Regions from separate parts of the Mus musculus genome. Here region 2 is linked to region 1. The links are chromatin contacts, called in public HiCAR-type maps. All regions are on one chromosome and are shown on one strand. The core of a region is the stretch at or near the end of the contact, and the rest is flanking DNA. Distances in the headings are between cores, read along the strand shown. Region 1 holds the start of Tlk2 (tousled-like kinase 2 (Arabidopsis)). Region 2 holds the start of Smarcd2 (SWI/SNF related, matrix associated, actin dependent regulator of chromatin, subfamily d, member 2).

The links. HiCAR-type assays count read pairs that join an accessible place to other places.
Region 2: a HiCAR-type map of astrocytes shows a contact between it and region 1, with 2.2 times the contacts expected there. The contact joins the promoter of Smarcd2 here to the promoter of Tlk2 in region 1. A contact is called at or near these places in 1 of 484 Hi-C or Micro-C datasets (embryonic stem cells) and 1 of 115 datasets of contacts at active chromatin or transcription factors (astrocytes).

The regions. Positions count from the first base shown.
Region 1 is chr11:105,177,250-105,184,191 of GRCm38.p6, forward strand. It overlaps Tlk2 (tousled-like kinase 2 (Arabidopsis)), which reads left to right and starts at 4,278. Exons shown (of 22, transcript NM_001112705.2): 1 at 4,278-4,802. It overlaps 1700052K11Rik (RIKEN cDNA 1700052K11 gene), which reads right to left and starts at 4,184. Exons shown (of 1, transcript NR_027956.1): 1 at 1,771-4,184.
Region 2 is chr11:106,269,170-106,276,467 of GRCm38.p6, forward strand. It overlaps Smarcd2 (SWI/SNF related, matrix associated, actin dependent regulator of chromatin, subfamily d, member 2), which reads right to left and starts at 3,803. Exons shown (of 13, transcript NM_001130187.1): 1 at 3,324-3,803. The coding sequence starts at 3,539. It also overlaps a transcript of Tcam1 not described here.

The DNA of each region.
Region 1 (6,942 bases), core at 3,028-5,527:
CTCTTACCTGCTGAGCCATCTTGCCACCGCCCCCCCAAACCATCTCTTATCCTTTTGGTTGTGAGCCTATTTCTTACCAACTGAGCCATCTCTTCAGCCTTGATAAACCATTTCTTTGGCCCTGGTATCACCTTTCTGATGAAGGAGGTAACCATTATGGAACATTCAAGAATATGCTTGTCAGAGATGGCTGTGGCACTCTCACCTGTAATTTCAGAACATGGGAGGCAGAAAATGGAGGACTGCTGCAAATTTTTGTCAGCCTAAGGTAGAGTGAGACTTTGTCTCAAAAACAAAACAAAAATTACTCAGGAGTCTGAGGCATCAGAGGACACATGATACGGTAAAAGGTGTTAAAGTGTTCTGGTGTCTTCCTCAAGATGCTTTTTCTACAATTTAATTCTTTAACAACCAGCCACTTTGCTTTTGGTAGTTCCAAAGGCAATGTTAGGAAAACACAACTTGAATACAGATCCTCAGGGACAATCACATATATATGTATTATAGGCTCCATAATGAAGTACAATCAAAGAGTCTGCATAAGTTTAACCCAGATTTCCCCAGTTTCTTTGTCAAAGCAACCTTTCCTCTTCCTTTGATTCTTTTTTTTTTTTTTTTTTTGGTTTTTCGAGACAGGGTTTCTCTGTATAGCCCTGGCTGTCACTTTGTAGACCAGGCTGGCCTCGAACTCAGAAATCCGCCTGCCTCTGCCTCTCAAGTGCTGGGATTAAAGGCCTGCGCCACCACGCCAGGCCCTTTGATTCATTATTAACCTACAGAGAAATCAGCACAACACACTGTGGAGAAAACTACAGCTAGTCTCGAGTATGACCAGGGGATGTGTGATTCTCTGACTTTAACATGAATTTGGAAAACTTTTCCTTTATTTCTCTAAAACCAAAATCTGGTTCCATCTATGTTTAAGTTTTTCATAGCTGATGGGAACTGGATTCTTATACAGGACATAGCATCACTTGCCATTCTCAAACAGGCTACTTCACATGACCAAACACTGTTTACATAAATTGATCCCTGAAACCAAGGTTATAAATGTTACAAAAATTTTTCTGAGAAAAATCTATTTTCTTGCCTGTTATTTTTATTATATTTTTTTTGAGCCAGAGCTTCTTTGTGTAGTCCTGGAGCTATATATAGTTAAGGCTGGCCTCAAACTCAAAGATCTGTCTCTGCCTCTTGAGTGCTTGGCATCAGAGGCATGCGCCACTAGGCCTGGCTAGTATATTTTGAATTATATGATGCTTAAAATAAGAAAGTCTCCAATTTTTCTAAGTAGTTTCTATTGGAACAGCTGTTAAGCCTAGAGTGAGCACACTTGGGTGGTATGACTTTCCTTGACACCTATATGTAGTACGATTTATTTTGTGTGCCTGGCCCTTTAAAGGATCCCCAATGGCTAGTCAACTGACTCTTTGGAAATGCTTAGCCGTTAGAACTGCTTGACCCTATGACCTTTTGTGTCAGTTAACTCTTGGACTTCAGGAGACAGAGAGTAGGGTCCAAGAGTCAGAGGAGTAGGAAGAGAGAAGGGTCAGAGAGTAGGGTTAGAGAAGACAGTTGGTACAGAAGAAAGGAGACTGAGAAGGACTAGAGAGGAGAAGGCAGTTGGTGAAGAGAATGAACAGTGAAAAGAAAGGCTGGTGAGCCAGGGAAGCTAAGCTGAGCCAGAAAAGATCCTACTGTTAGGAAACAGAGGGAGAATCCATGAAGAACTCACACAAAATAGCAGGAAAAAAAAGACATAAAGCTTCATTTATAGAAAATTAAAATTGCTGGGCAGTGGTGGCATTCGCCTTTAATCCCAGCTCTCGGGAGGCAGAGGCAGGCGGATCTCTATGAGTTTCAGGACAGCCAGGGCTACACAGAGAAACCCTGTCTTGACCCCCCATCTTCCCCCCCAAAAAGGTGAAACTAAAAATTTCATCTGTCTTCAAATGGTTCCTTTAAAACTGCACTCAGGAAACAGGCATCAGGGCATATGCCTATACTGCCAGCTCCTAGGGCCTGGGACAAAAGGACTGAGAATTTAGAACAATCTTGGCTACATAGTGAGACTCTCTGAAAACAGATAAAGGTGAGTCTGTGTGCTTGGAATGTAGTTCAGTTGGTAGACTGCTTGCCTAGCTTATAATTAATCCTAGCTCTTGGAAAGCAGGAGCAGGAGGACCAGAAGTTTGACAGTATCTTCAGCCAGTGGGAGATCTAGGTTAGCCTCAGCTATACATTAGACCTTTTATCAAAACAAAAAGCTGAAAATGGGACCTGTGGTCTAGAAAGGGCACTGGGAATCCTCTAGCTCTAGCACAAGGTTGGTGAAACTTGAAACGATTAGATAATTGGCCCAGACAACTTGTTTGTGGACCAGCTGGAAGAACTCAGTTTCAACTGTCCATTTCTCTTTCTCTTCTGGTCTCCTCTCCTAATTTATGACACTCTAGTGTTATTTAAGGAGTTATTTTTAGGCTGTGTATAGTGGCTGCATGCCTGTAATCCCAGAACTCTGAAAGAGGTCGAAGGACCCACCACCTAAGGCCAGCCCATGCTGCATAGTCAGTTGCAGGCCATATTCTTTTCAGATTTATTTTTAATTATGTCTGTGTGTGCACATGAACGCACTGTCCATGGAAGCCTTACGGGTGTAGATGTTTTGGAGCAAACCCAAGAACAGTGCCAATCTTAACCACGGAGTCATCTCTCCAGGCCCCTTTCTTTTGGTCTTAAGATACCCAGGCTGGCAATCTTGTTTCATCTCAGTCTCCCAAGTTATGGGAATGTGGGTGTTATTTTCTTGATCTCACTATAATCAAAGAACTGTCTTTGTTTTCCCACTGTGCAGACTTGAGGAGCCACAGTGCACTCCTTTTGTTCATCATTTTCATGCTTGAGACTGACTGCATTCTGGGGGCTCCTCCTTGCCCCCTTTCCCTACCCTTTGCTCCTGACTTGCTCTTCCCCTCTTCCCTTCAAAACGTTCATCTTTCCAAGCAGCCTGGGATCTGGAAGATGACTCCCAATTTGAGTTTTTCTACTTGAGTTCTGAAGGATGGAGAATGTACAAAAAGGAATTATCATCCTTTGCCCATTTGGCAGGTCTCTGTCCAGTCAATATGTGGAAAAATTAATAATAACAGAATTCTACTTTGGAGTACTTGCCAACGCCTGGAAAAGTTCAAGCCGGCTGTGTAAAAGCTTGAATGTTTCTCTTGTGATTCCCTTGTAGTCCTTCAGACACGTTCAGACATCTGGTCAAGGAAGCATCAGAAGAAAACAAAAAGCTGAGTCGTTACTTTGAAGTCCGTGTCTTGGCTCGTGAAACTAGGTGAAGAAAGTGACTTTTTCCCCCTTTGGCGCTGGGGTCAGAGGTGGAACCCTTTCCCATGCAGGAAAGCCCTCCTGTCGCAGGCGCTCACCCTCTCAGCAGACACTCTGAAGAGCAGGCCCCCAGCACCCCAGGAGGGCCATCTTGTCACCGGAGGTTAAGATGGAACCTCCCCCTAGGTGCTTTGAGAGAGTTCCCCGGGGGGCGGGTAGCGACCTCCGCTCTGGAGGGGGGCATGCTGGTGAGGGCTCGGCTGTGATCCCAGGACACCTTTGTCCCTGGAGACGCCAGGCCAGTCAGGTACGTGGAAGGCGAGAGCCGCCGGCCGGCTTTCCGTGCCTGTGGCGTGGCGTGGCGTGGCGTGGGGTCTGGGGACGTGGACCATGGCTGCGGGGGATGGCCGGCTGGCGGACATCGGGTGGGCACCGCGAACTCAGTGACACCCCTTGCCCCGCTCCCGGGCTCTCTCCTCGGATCCATCGCTGGGCAGAGCAACCTCTTTCCTCACCCCAAAAAATGTGTGTAGATGAGAGGCAGGGCGAGCGCGGCAGTCCCGCCGGGTCGCCGCTCCGACGCTGCTCCGCGGCCTGAGGCGCAGCCCAACCGTCGGCCTCCGACTCTGTCTCCACAAAGGCGGGCTCCCGAGGCTCCGGCCCCGGCCGCTTACCCGGCGCCCCCGAGCCGACCAACCACCCCTCACGTCGCAGGCGGGGCCGCAAGCGCCGCCAGCCGCCCGCCCTCAGCAGCCCTGTCAGGCGCGGCCTGTTCCGCCGGTGCGGGGTCCCCTGGTTAACCCCTGCCCGCCAGCGCGGCCGCTGATTGGAGGAGGCGGAGCTCCGGGGGCAGCAGCGACCCTCCCCCCAACACCTTTCCCGTCCCCTCCCCCACGGCCGGCACTACCTCCCCCCCACCCCAGGAACACCCCCCCCCCGTGCCTCCCAGCCGTGCAAATCTCGCGAGGAAACACGCGGTTTCACTAGTGTGTTTACACCGATCACTACTAATCCGGACCGAACCGATCCGGATTAAGGGGCCGGAGGCGGGTCCTGGGCACTAGCGGTTCCGACCCCCCCCCCATCCCGCCCTCCGCGCCGCACCCGAGTGGCCCCCAGCCGAGCGGGCCCCCACTTCTCGGCCCGACCCAGACCCTTCTGCGCCTCCCTTGGCCTTTGTCCGGCGCCAGGAGGCCGGCCCCGCGCCCCCCGGCGGCCGCCCGGGCCCGGGCCCGCGTCAGCCGCCTGGCTCCGTACGCGAGCTCGGGGATCTGCGGCCTCCGTGGCCCCCCTCCCCCGCCCGCCCTGTCGTGGAGCCCGGCGCCGCCGGCGGCTGCCCGGGCGGGGGGTTGCGGCGCTCAGGAGAGGCCCCGGCTCCGCCCCGGGCCTGCCCAGGGGGAGAGCGGAGCGGTCAGCAGCCGGGTCGGGTCGGGGCCCCTCCCGAGAGGAGAGTGGAGCGGCAGCGGCGGCAGGTGAGAAGCTCAGCCCCTGGACGTGGAAGGGCGCCGGGGCCTGGGGTATTAACCGTCCCGGGGGCCCCACTCCAGGGCCCGAGGAGGCTGCGACCCGGGCCGGCGTCGTGCCGCAGCTCCTGGGCGCCGAGGCGGGAGGTGCTCCCCGAGGGCTGCGGGGTCGCCGAGGGGCCGGGCCGAAGATGGACCAGGCCCAGGCCTGGGAGTGTGGCGGTCGGCCTGCCGGGAGAGGCGACTCCGGGGAGCTGGAGGCCTCGGCAGCCTACGGGGCGCCCCCGAGAGCTGTCCCTCGCTCCGTCCGTGACAGGTGGGCCCGGAGTTGGGGAAAGTTTGGAGCCGGCGAGGGGCGCCGGGACCAGGCCCCATCGGTCCTGCTTCCCGGCTTGGGGCCATTGGGAGGATCCCGGTCCAAAGCCCCTCTGGAAAGAGATGGGGTGGGTATTTTCTGATCATGAGTTGACATTAAATGGGGTAACTGCTAGGGCCTCATTTTCTGGGCCAGGCCTGGGGATGGAGGGTTGGGAAATGTTTCCAGAGACCTTGGGATTGGGGAGAGACTGCATTGTAACCTCTGCCTTTCCGACCTCGATTATTAGGGCAGGACAAGTAGTGAGCAAGGCCACCTACCTACTTAGGGAAAACTCGGTTTTCTTCTCAGTCTTTTTTTTTTTTTTTTAAGATGCCTTTCTACCATTCTAACAGTTTCCTAATTCCTTACTTGTGTGTGTGAGTGAAACTTGAATTCGTCACCTTTTCATTCCCCTTTGCTCCAGGCATTCAGTCCAGGAAGGGAAATGAAAGTTAGGACGGGTGTAGGGGATGTTACTGGAAATTATGGAGCTGTTAGATTGCAGAGAAGGTTTGATTCCTTTTTCAGTGAACTTTAATACAAATTTCTGCCAATCACTCCAGGAGTGCCTCCAGTAACTCTGGAATACTAGAATGTTTGAAGGGTTCCTATGTTATGATGCATGCTCTTTTTCTATTCTCAATATTGAAGAACTTTTTAATGGATGATGCAAGAGTACTTTCTCCCATCGGATGGACAAACTTGCTCATAGCATCTACATTAATTGGTCAGGAAAAGAGTTTAAAAATGGTGCCCTCCTGCTCCTCCCTGTTTGGGAGGAGTGCAAGCAGGTACCCAGAGTGGAGAGGAAACTACTGTTCCATGGAGTGGTCAGAAAAAGATTTTGTAAAGGAATTGTTACAGTTACATCAATTTCCTGAGTGAATGTAGGTTGATGGTTTATGTTGGGTTCTACATTACATTTACCATGAAAGAATTCCATTTTTCACTAGCTACTGTGAGCTATTCAGAGAAAGGAGCTATATACAGTAGGGCTTCTTGACGTTATTTGCAGCTTCTGATTCACTCTGGATTCACTTGAAATTATTAAATGACTCATATTTTTAGCTTAACTAGTTCTTATGTGTTTGGGAAAGAAATCTCTAGAAGTACTTAGATTGAAAGGTATCTGACAGGAGTTTTCTATTTGTAAGTTTGCCCTTGTTCTACCCTTCTGCTTAACTTTTACAGAGTTTATATGAAGAGTTTCTTTCTTTTTTTTTTTAAAGATTTATTTATTTATTATATGTAAGTACACTGTAGCTGTCTTCAGACACTCCAGAAGAGGGAGTGTCAGATCTTGTTACAGATGGTTGTGAACCACCATGTGGTTGCTGGGATTTGAACTCTGGACCTTCGGAAGAGCAGTCGGGTGCTCTTACCCACTGAGCCATCTCACCAGCCCCTTTATTTCTTTTTATTTACTTTTTTTTGTAATTTTTTTTTTTAAATTTATGTAGCCCTAGGTGGTCTTGAGTTTGCTGTGTGTAGACCAGGCTGCCCTTAAATTTGTGTCTGTCTGCTACTTATACCTCTTGAATGTTAGGATTATTACGGGGGGTAGACTTCCATACCTCCCTCCCCCTATAAAGACCAAATTAGAATTCAGGAAAAGTAGAAACGATCCTCGTAGGTGAGAACTTGAACTGCTACGGAATCTTAGATAACTGTTGATGACATCAGATAACTTATAGCACTTGAATGTGTATTTCCTTGAGGTTTACAAAATTACTGTGTGTTTTGTTTTACACAAAACTTTTTTCTTTTCAGTTAGTTTTCATGGCTTCTTGT
Region 2 (7,298 bases), core at 2,553-5,052, 1.1 Mb after region 1:
GGGATAGGCCCCACCCAGACATCTGCTCTAGACTTCTGGGGCTCAGGCTCCAGGCCCCTAGCTCACCCACAGCCTCAGGGGAAGGCTGCTCACAATTCAAGTCCTAGTTTCCTCTTTGTCAAGCTCTACACCTGGGCTTTGAAGAGCTAGTAACTCCTACTTAGAAACAAAACAAAGTCAACCGCCACAGATTCTCAGCCTCTCTGCCAGCCTGCTCCACCATGGGGGTAGGCAGGCCTGCTTACATCCCCAGGACACCAGAATACAGTAACTTCCACTTGGTCAAGCACCAACCCCACATTCTAGGCTTGATTTTATAACCACCAAGACAAGGTTAGTAGGCTAGGCCTGATTCTGCCATCTCTGGGTTAAGAATGTAGGGTTCCAGCAACTACATAATGGCTCACAACCATCTACAGCTAGCATACTCATATACATTAAATAAATAAATAAATAAATAAATAAATAAATAAATAAATAAATCTTTTTTTTTTTTAAAGAAAAAAAATGTAGGGCTCAAGTAAGCATGCTCTGCCGGGCATGGTGGTACACGCCTTTAATCCCAGCACTCGGGAGCAGAGGCAGGCGGATTTCTGAGTTCGAGGCCAGCCTGGTCTACAAAGTGAGTTCCAGGACAGCCAGGGCTATACAGAGAAACCCTGTCTCGAAAAACCAAAAACAAAAAAAAACAAAAAACAAAAAAATAAAAAAAACAAACAAACAAAACAAAACAAAACAAAACATGCTCTGCTCTCCTCCAAATCTGTAGCCCTGGTCCTTCTGATAGCTGCCTGAACCTAAGAGCCTCATTTGGAGGACATACCCTGACCCTATGAACAGAGGTATTTTAAACTCTGAGCTGAGTGAACCCTGCAATAATGCACACTAGGTTTTGTTAAGCTCTTCAGGGTAACTATACTCCAAAACTAGAAAAAGCCTCTAGAGTTAGGTGGGCTATCAATTTACTTCAGCAGGCTCCCCAATATGCTCATCTTGAGCACACAAGTCTGCTCACCCCAAGAACTCTAACCAGGAGCCCCTCTGGCCTCAGATCCCAAGACTTGCTGGAAGTTGGACATGGGAAGAAGCAAGCGGGATCTCCTTCAAACTCAACCAATGCTAACTGGGTTCTCCTTCCCTCCTTTCCCCTGCCTTTCCCTGGAGGAGGAAGAGGAAGAAGAAGAGGAGGAGGAGGAGGAGGAAGAGGAGGAGGAGGAGGAGGGGGAGAGGAAACATAGTTGGTATGGGATGCCCAGATTCAAGGCTATCTCCTTTCTCACAACTAGCAGCCGCAGCCATTTGGCTGGCCAGCCTGGCCTCAGCATAGACCCAAGGCTACTCTACAAAATATGCAGGAATCCATCTTCCAGTCTTCAACAGGGGCTTTCCCAATGGCATGTTCTCTATCAGCTGCTTTCCAAGGAAATGGGTCTACATAGTGAGTTACAGGACAGCCAGGACTATATAGAGAGACTTGGAAAACCAACCAACCAAACAGACATCCCCAGTGCCTGTAGGAAGCTTCCAGACCAGCTCTAAACAAGCAGAGCCAAGGGCTGACGCAGAGACTCATCAGTGATATACTAGGCCCATGAATCTCCAAAGAAAGCCACATGGGAAAGATAAACCCCGCTAGTATCCTTGGAACCACGTCTATCTCTGTTTATACCCAAACTCGTCATTTTCTTTTTAGATAGGAGTTGAAATGAAGGGGGTCACTTATCCCCACTCCGACCCCCAGTTAGGTATCTCCTGGGTATCTGATTCCTGGGCTGGAGAGATGGCTCAGTGATTAAGAGCGCCGACTGCTCTTCCAAAGGTCCCGAGTTCAAATCCCAGCAACCACATGGTGGCTCACAACCATCTGTAACGAAATCCGATGCCCTCTTCTGGTGTGTCTGAAGACAGCCACAGTGTGCTTACATATAATAAATAAATGAATCTTTAAAAAAAAAAAAAGAAATCTGATTCCTGGGTGGAATATGCATACATCATGAAGATCTATTTCTGAGACTTCTACCTAGAGACACCAGCAGGGGACAGAGCAAGCTACAGTGCACACCTCTCACCTCTCTGGCACATAGGTTGAGAGACATATGGCCTTGTCAGGAACCTGAGGGATAAGGAAAGAGAGGTTGGGCGTGATAGTGTGTGACTGTAATGCCAGACACTTGAGAGAAAAGAGTTCAAGGTGGGCTTTGGCTACACAGCCAGCCTGGACTATATGAGACCCTGTATCAAAAAGCAAGTAACAAAAGTGACAAGGATGTGGGAGAAGGATGGGCACAATCCCCAGGAAAGGAGGTGCAGCTCCCTGATACAGCAATCGTCTGCCACGTGCAAAGCCCTGCCTGGATTCCATGCTCAGCACCAAAATGCAAAAGCAAAACAAAATTCCCAAACATTCTGGAGCCACTTGAACCAGAGCTCTGGGGAATGAGGAGCGCCACATGCAGAATCAGGCTGAGTTCCCAATGCACTGACCACGGGTCCTGTCTCTGCTTGTCAATGGCCTTTGATGCTGCAACCTGAGACAGCTCTCTGCCAAGACAGAAGGGTCAGGGCAGTACCCTGTGCAGCCCAAGACCAGCAGGACTCCACAAAGCCTCCCTGCTCCTCCAAACTTTACTGGACACTGGCATCAAGAAGGAAAGCCCCGTACAGAGGATATCTTGAATGGTCTGTTAATGGGATCGGGCCTTCTTCAGACCTGGACACAGCTATTTCTAATCTATCCTGGAGTTATCTGGGCCCAATCTCTTTAGTCTCCCATTTCGTAGGAAGCCTGGCTTCCTTCCTCCTCAACTTGAGCAGCTGGGAGCCATCTCAGACATACTAACGCTCTGCCAGTTCCCAACTAGGAAGAAAAAAAAAAAAAAAAAGAAAGAAAGAAAGCCAAGGCAGAGATGCAGTGGGACCGAGGCCAAAGAAAGAGTAACCCTGTTTTCTCACTAACGACCCTCTTCCAAATTTTCCTCACCACATCCCGGGTCACTCCCTCACCTCCACTCCGGGACCTGTCTTACACTTTCAACCTGATTGCCCACAATTCTCTAGATCTCACGAAGCCTCCATCTCTAAGTTACTCGGAGCCAAGAAGCCCCGGGACTCCTCTAACTGCTCAAGCCCTCCACCGCAGAGGGCTTTCACCCTTTCCCCAACACTGCCTCCAACCCCGAGCCACTAACCAAGGGACTCTGGCCTGCCCGCCACCAGCCCTCGACAGTTCCTCCTGCAGTGTCCCCTGGGCCGCCTGTCCTCACCTGAGGCCCCAGGGAGACCGACACAGCGCCCTCGCGGCGCCGCTCGCCTGCCCTCCTCACCTGGTACTGCGCCGCGGGGCCAGCGGGGCCCATGGGGCGGAAGGCGGCGGCCCCCGGTACCCCCATGCCTCCAGAAGGCCCCGGGCCCCTGAGCGCCGGGCTGGGCAGCATTCCGGGTCCCGCAGGCGGAGGCGGCGCACCAAGGGCCGCGGCAACGGCGCCGCCGCCGGGGCTCAGCGGAGGCAGCGGGAACCCGCCCGCGCCACGGCCGGACATCACTCTGTCCCGTCCCGCGGTGCAGCGATCCGGCCTCCGGTCTCCGTGTTGAGTCCGCTCCGCGAGCTACGTTCCGCGATCCGGGACTTCCCGATTTTACTACCGGGTTCCGGGATCTTCTACTCCAAGTTCGCAAGTTCTTTGCAGCCCGGCTTTAGGATCCCGCGGCCCCTCTGACTCCGCTCCTGCCAGGGATACTCCAGATCCGGGATGTGCCGCGAGCCCGCAGGCCTCTCCCGGCCTCCGGAGGTTTGATCGCCGGAGTCCAGTTACCCAGAGGCGGTTACGAACTCCCAGCCCCGCCCAACCTAGACCCTGCAGGCCCCGCCCCTGCCCGGCAACCCAATCGAGAATGCCTCTTTAAATCCCGCCCTCGCGAGACCCGCCTCAAACCAGCACCTCCCATAACTGACGGCCTTAGAGCCCCGCCCTTGGGGGAGGCGGCCTTTTCCCGGAGGAGCGGGAGCGGAAGCTGCACGCGGAAGCGCGGAGGAGAAAGGCGTGGGGTCAGAGTTCGAAGGTCGCGTAGGGCCGTCCGAACTGTTAGGTGTTTGCTGTTTGCTCCGTAGTGCTGCTGCCTCGGCGAGATCCCCGATATGGCCCATCCAAAACAGTTCCGTCAATTCTGCGTCTTCAAGCCTTAAAAATAAGCGATCCGCGGCGGGAAAGCCGCCAACCACTTTTTAAGAGCCCATCTCGGGGCCGGTGGCATAAGGCACCCCACACCCACCCACCCATCTACCCCCAGAAGCCTGTATTGGTTGCTCCGCGCTTCCAAGGACATGGGCGGCCCCAGACGTGACCCAGCTGAGTGAAAGCTTGGCTTGGCCCAACTCCGAGTACTTAACTGCACTAACTTGCCCGTGCCTTTCTTTAAGGAAGCCTGGTAATTCGCAGAAAATGTTTTTAGGTGAAGGGATTTTGCATGCTGAGAGAACTCCAGGTACTGAAATAAGTTTTATCCAGTTTGTATAGGACTTAGTTTTGAAAAGTTGAGAATCAGCCGGGCGTGGTGGCAAACGCCTTTAATCCCAGCACTTGGGAGGCGGAGGCAGGTGGATTTCTGAGTTCAAGGCCAGCCTGGTCTACAAAGTGAGTTTTAGGACAGTCAGGACTACACAGAGAAACCCCGTCTCGAAAAACCAAAAAAGAAAAGAAAAGTTGAGAACCTTTTCAGAAACCACTGGCTTCGGCTATGTTATAGACCTACCCTCTGTCAATGTGGTATCTCCTACCCACGGTATAGAATAGTGCTACTTAACTAGGCACTGAAAATCCTCAGAATCAGGTTGGGGGTGTAACTCAGGTTATAGCGTGCACAAAGCCCTGGGCTTGAACCCCAGACTGCATCAACTACATGGTGGTGCATCCTCAAAATCCCAGCACACAGGAGGAGGCAGGTGGGCCAGAAGTTCAGGATGGTTCTCAGCTGCATCACCAGTTGATTCTACAGGAGACCCTATATCAGAAGAAAGCCGAGCTTTTTGTTAAAATGTGGTTTATGGTTCAATGAAATGGGGGCAGGGTACAAGATTCTGTATTTCTTTTTTGGTTTTTCAAGATAGGATTTCTTTGTGCAGCCCTGGATGTCCTGGAACTAGGTCTGTAGACCAGGCTGGCCAAAGATGACATAGGCTTTGGTCTTTTGACTAAACTGCTTTTGTTAACTTGTCCAATAAAGAGTTGTCCTGTAGGTGGGTTGATCTCACTTGTGTGCCACAAAGCTTTTGAGCTTTCAGAGATGGTAGCAGGTCCCAAAAATGTCAGGGAAGCAGGGTCTCGAGACCAAAGCCAGCATGAATTACTTATATGAAAAGTAAGGTCTGGATCAGTTACCTAAGACTGTCTGGGCAGAGTGAAGGCTCAGTTACCTAAGAACTAGACCTCCTGGGCAGAGAGAATGGGGGAGGGGGGTCTGTCTCCAGAAAGGCACCTTCAAGTGACTTTGGTTCAGAGCACCTGTTTAGTGGAAGCCATTTGAAAATTAAAGCCCTGAAAGTGCACAAACACACACACACACACACACACACACACACACAACTCTTCTGTGATCACAGTCTTTACATACATAATCTAACAGGCAATCTAAAGTATAGAATCTGCAGACAGTGGAGGGACCAGAGCTGATGTAAAAGAACATGGAATTAGGTCCTAGGAGCTCAGCTTCCCATCCTGGAACATCCCAAGAAACTTCATTTAATTGGCTTCTGGGGCTGCAGTGACAAAGGCTTGGCAAAGAGGAGCTTATGAAGTCTGGAAAGGCTCTTTTGGAAGGAAAAAATGACTTGTAACGTTTACAGCTTTGCTTGGGTTCTGCCATCAGTGTTTGCCAGATGTTTTCTTCTACTCCTAAGCTAGCGTGTCATATCGGCTTCTTTGCTCTGGACTGGGGAATATAACGGCGTTGGCAGTGTGCTCGCCTAGCATGCGTGGAGCCCTGCCTCCCATCCCTAGCACCACATAAAGCTGGGTGTGGTCATGCATGCCTGTAATCTCAGCACTTGGGAGGTGAAGGCCAGAGAAGTGGAAGGTCAGTTTCATTATTGGCTACAGTGTACATAATAAGATCCTGTCTCCAGAAGGTGGGGGAGGGGCTCCTTTGTTCAAAGAGCAGGAAAGCTAAGCCTGCATGAACTGGCCTGTGAATCTTCTGTGGGGTCAGCCAAGTTTGACTTGCTGCTCTGTAGAGCCAAGGCTTGCTGTTATGGTCCTAGTGTTTTCTTTATATCATGTAACAGCATCAGTGTCTGACAACAGAGAATCAGATAATGCACATGAAACAGTGTTACATGGTCAGTAAAAAGGATGCTGCAGGGATGGAGACATAGCTCATACATTAAAGCTGTTTTCCGGTGATATTGGCTATTTTTCTATTGCTGTGACAAAATGTGATGACCAAAGCAATTTAGAAAAGGAAACACTTAAACTGCATGTGGGGGGTGCAGACTTTTGGTCCCAGCACTCAAGAGACAGAGGCAAGTGGATCTCTGTGAGCTCAAGGCCAGCCTGGTCTACAAAGCCGTGTTGCACAAAGACACCCCGTCTTTAAAAACAAACAAACAAACAAAACCCATTTAATTGGCCTTATGGTTTCGAAGGGTTAGAGTCCATGCTAGGGGTAAAAGGCAAGGTGGTGACAACAGCTTAGAGCTTTCTCTTTCTCGACACCACCGTCATCTTCCACCCCCACCCCCATTCTGAATCACGTACTTCTGTTTTCCCAAATCTTTCCTAGCTCCTCAGCATGTCTTCCACCCCATCCAACTGGCTTCCTGCATGGGCCACCCTAGCCAATCCTCTGGCATTTCTTTTCCCCGAGAAAGCAAATCAGAACACTTCCATCCACGAACCCGAGTGTCCTCACTTATCTTCATCAGGGGACTTCAGAATGTAGCTCTCTGGGCTTCTCAGAACTCTCAGGGACTCTGAGCTGAGTCTGAGATAGGAGAGGCGCTTCCACCTTCCCTTCCATCCCGACTTTGGGAACAGCCCTGCTTTGCTGTATCACGCGATCGCAGGATTGCCTGTAAAGGACCCCACCGCTCTACATAGTCTAAACGCCGGTAACTTTTGGGAAAGCCTGTCTAAAGAGCTTAGTGCGGCATGGTTGACTTTACTGTCTGTCCCCACCTAGCTTATTGTCTACCAACAGCCCAAGTATCAAGGCATGACCTTGCACTGGTATTTCTCTTGCCACCAGCTCCCATAAGCAAGGGTTATGGGTCTGCATCACCAAGCCTCGCTCAGTAGCGATTGTCT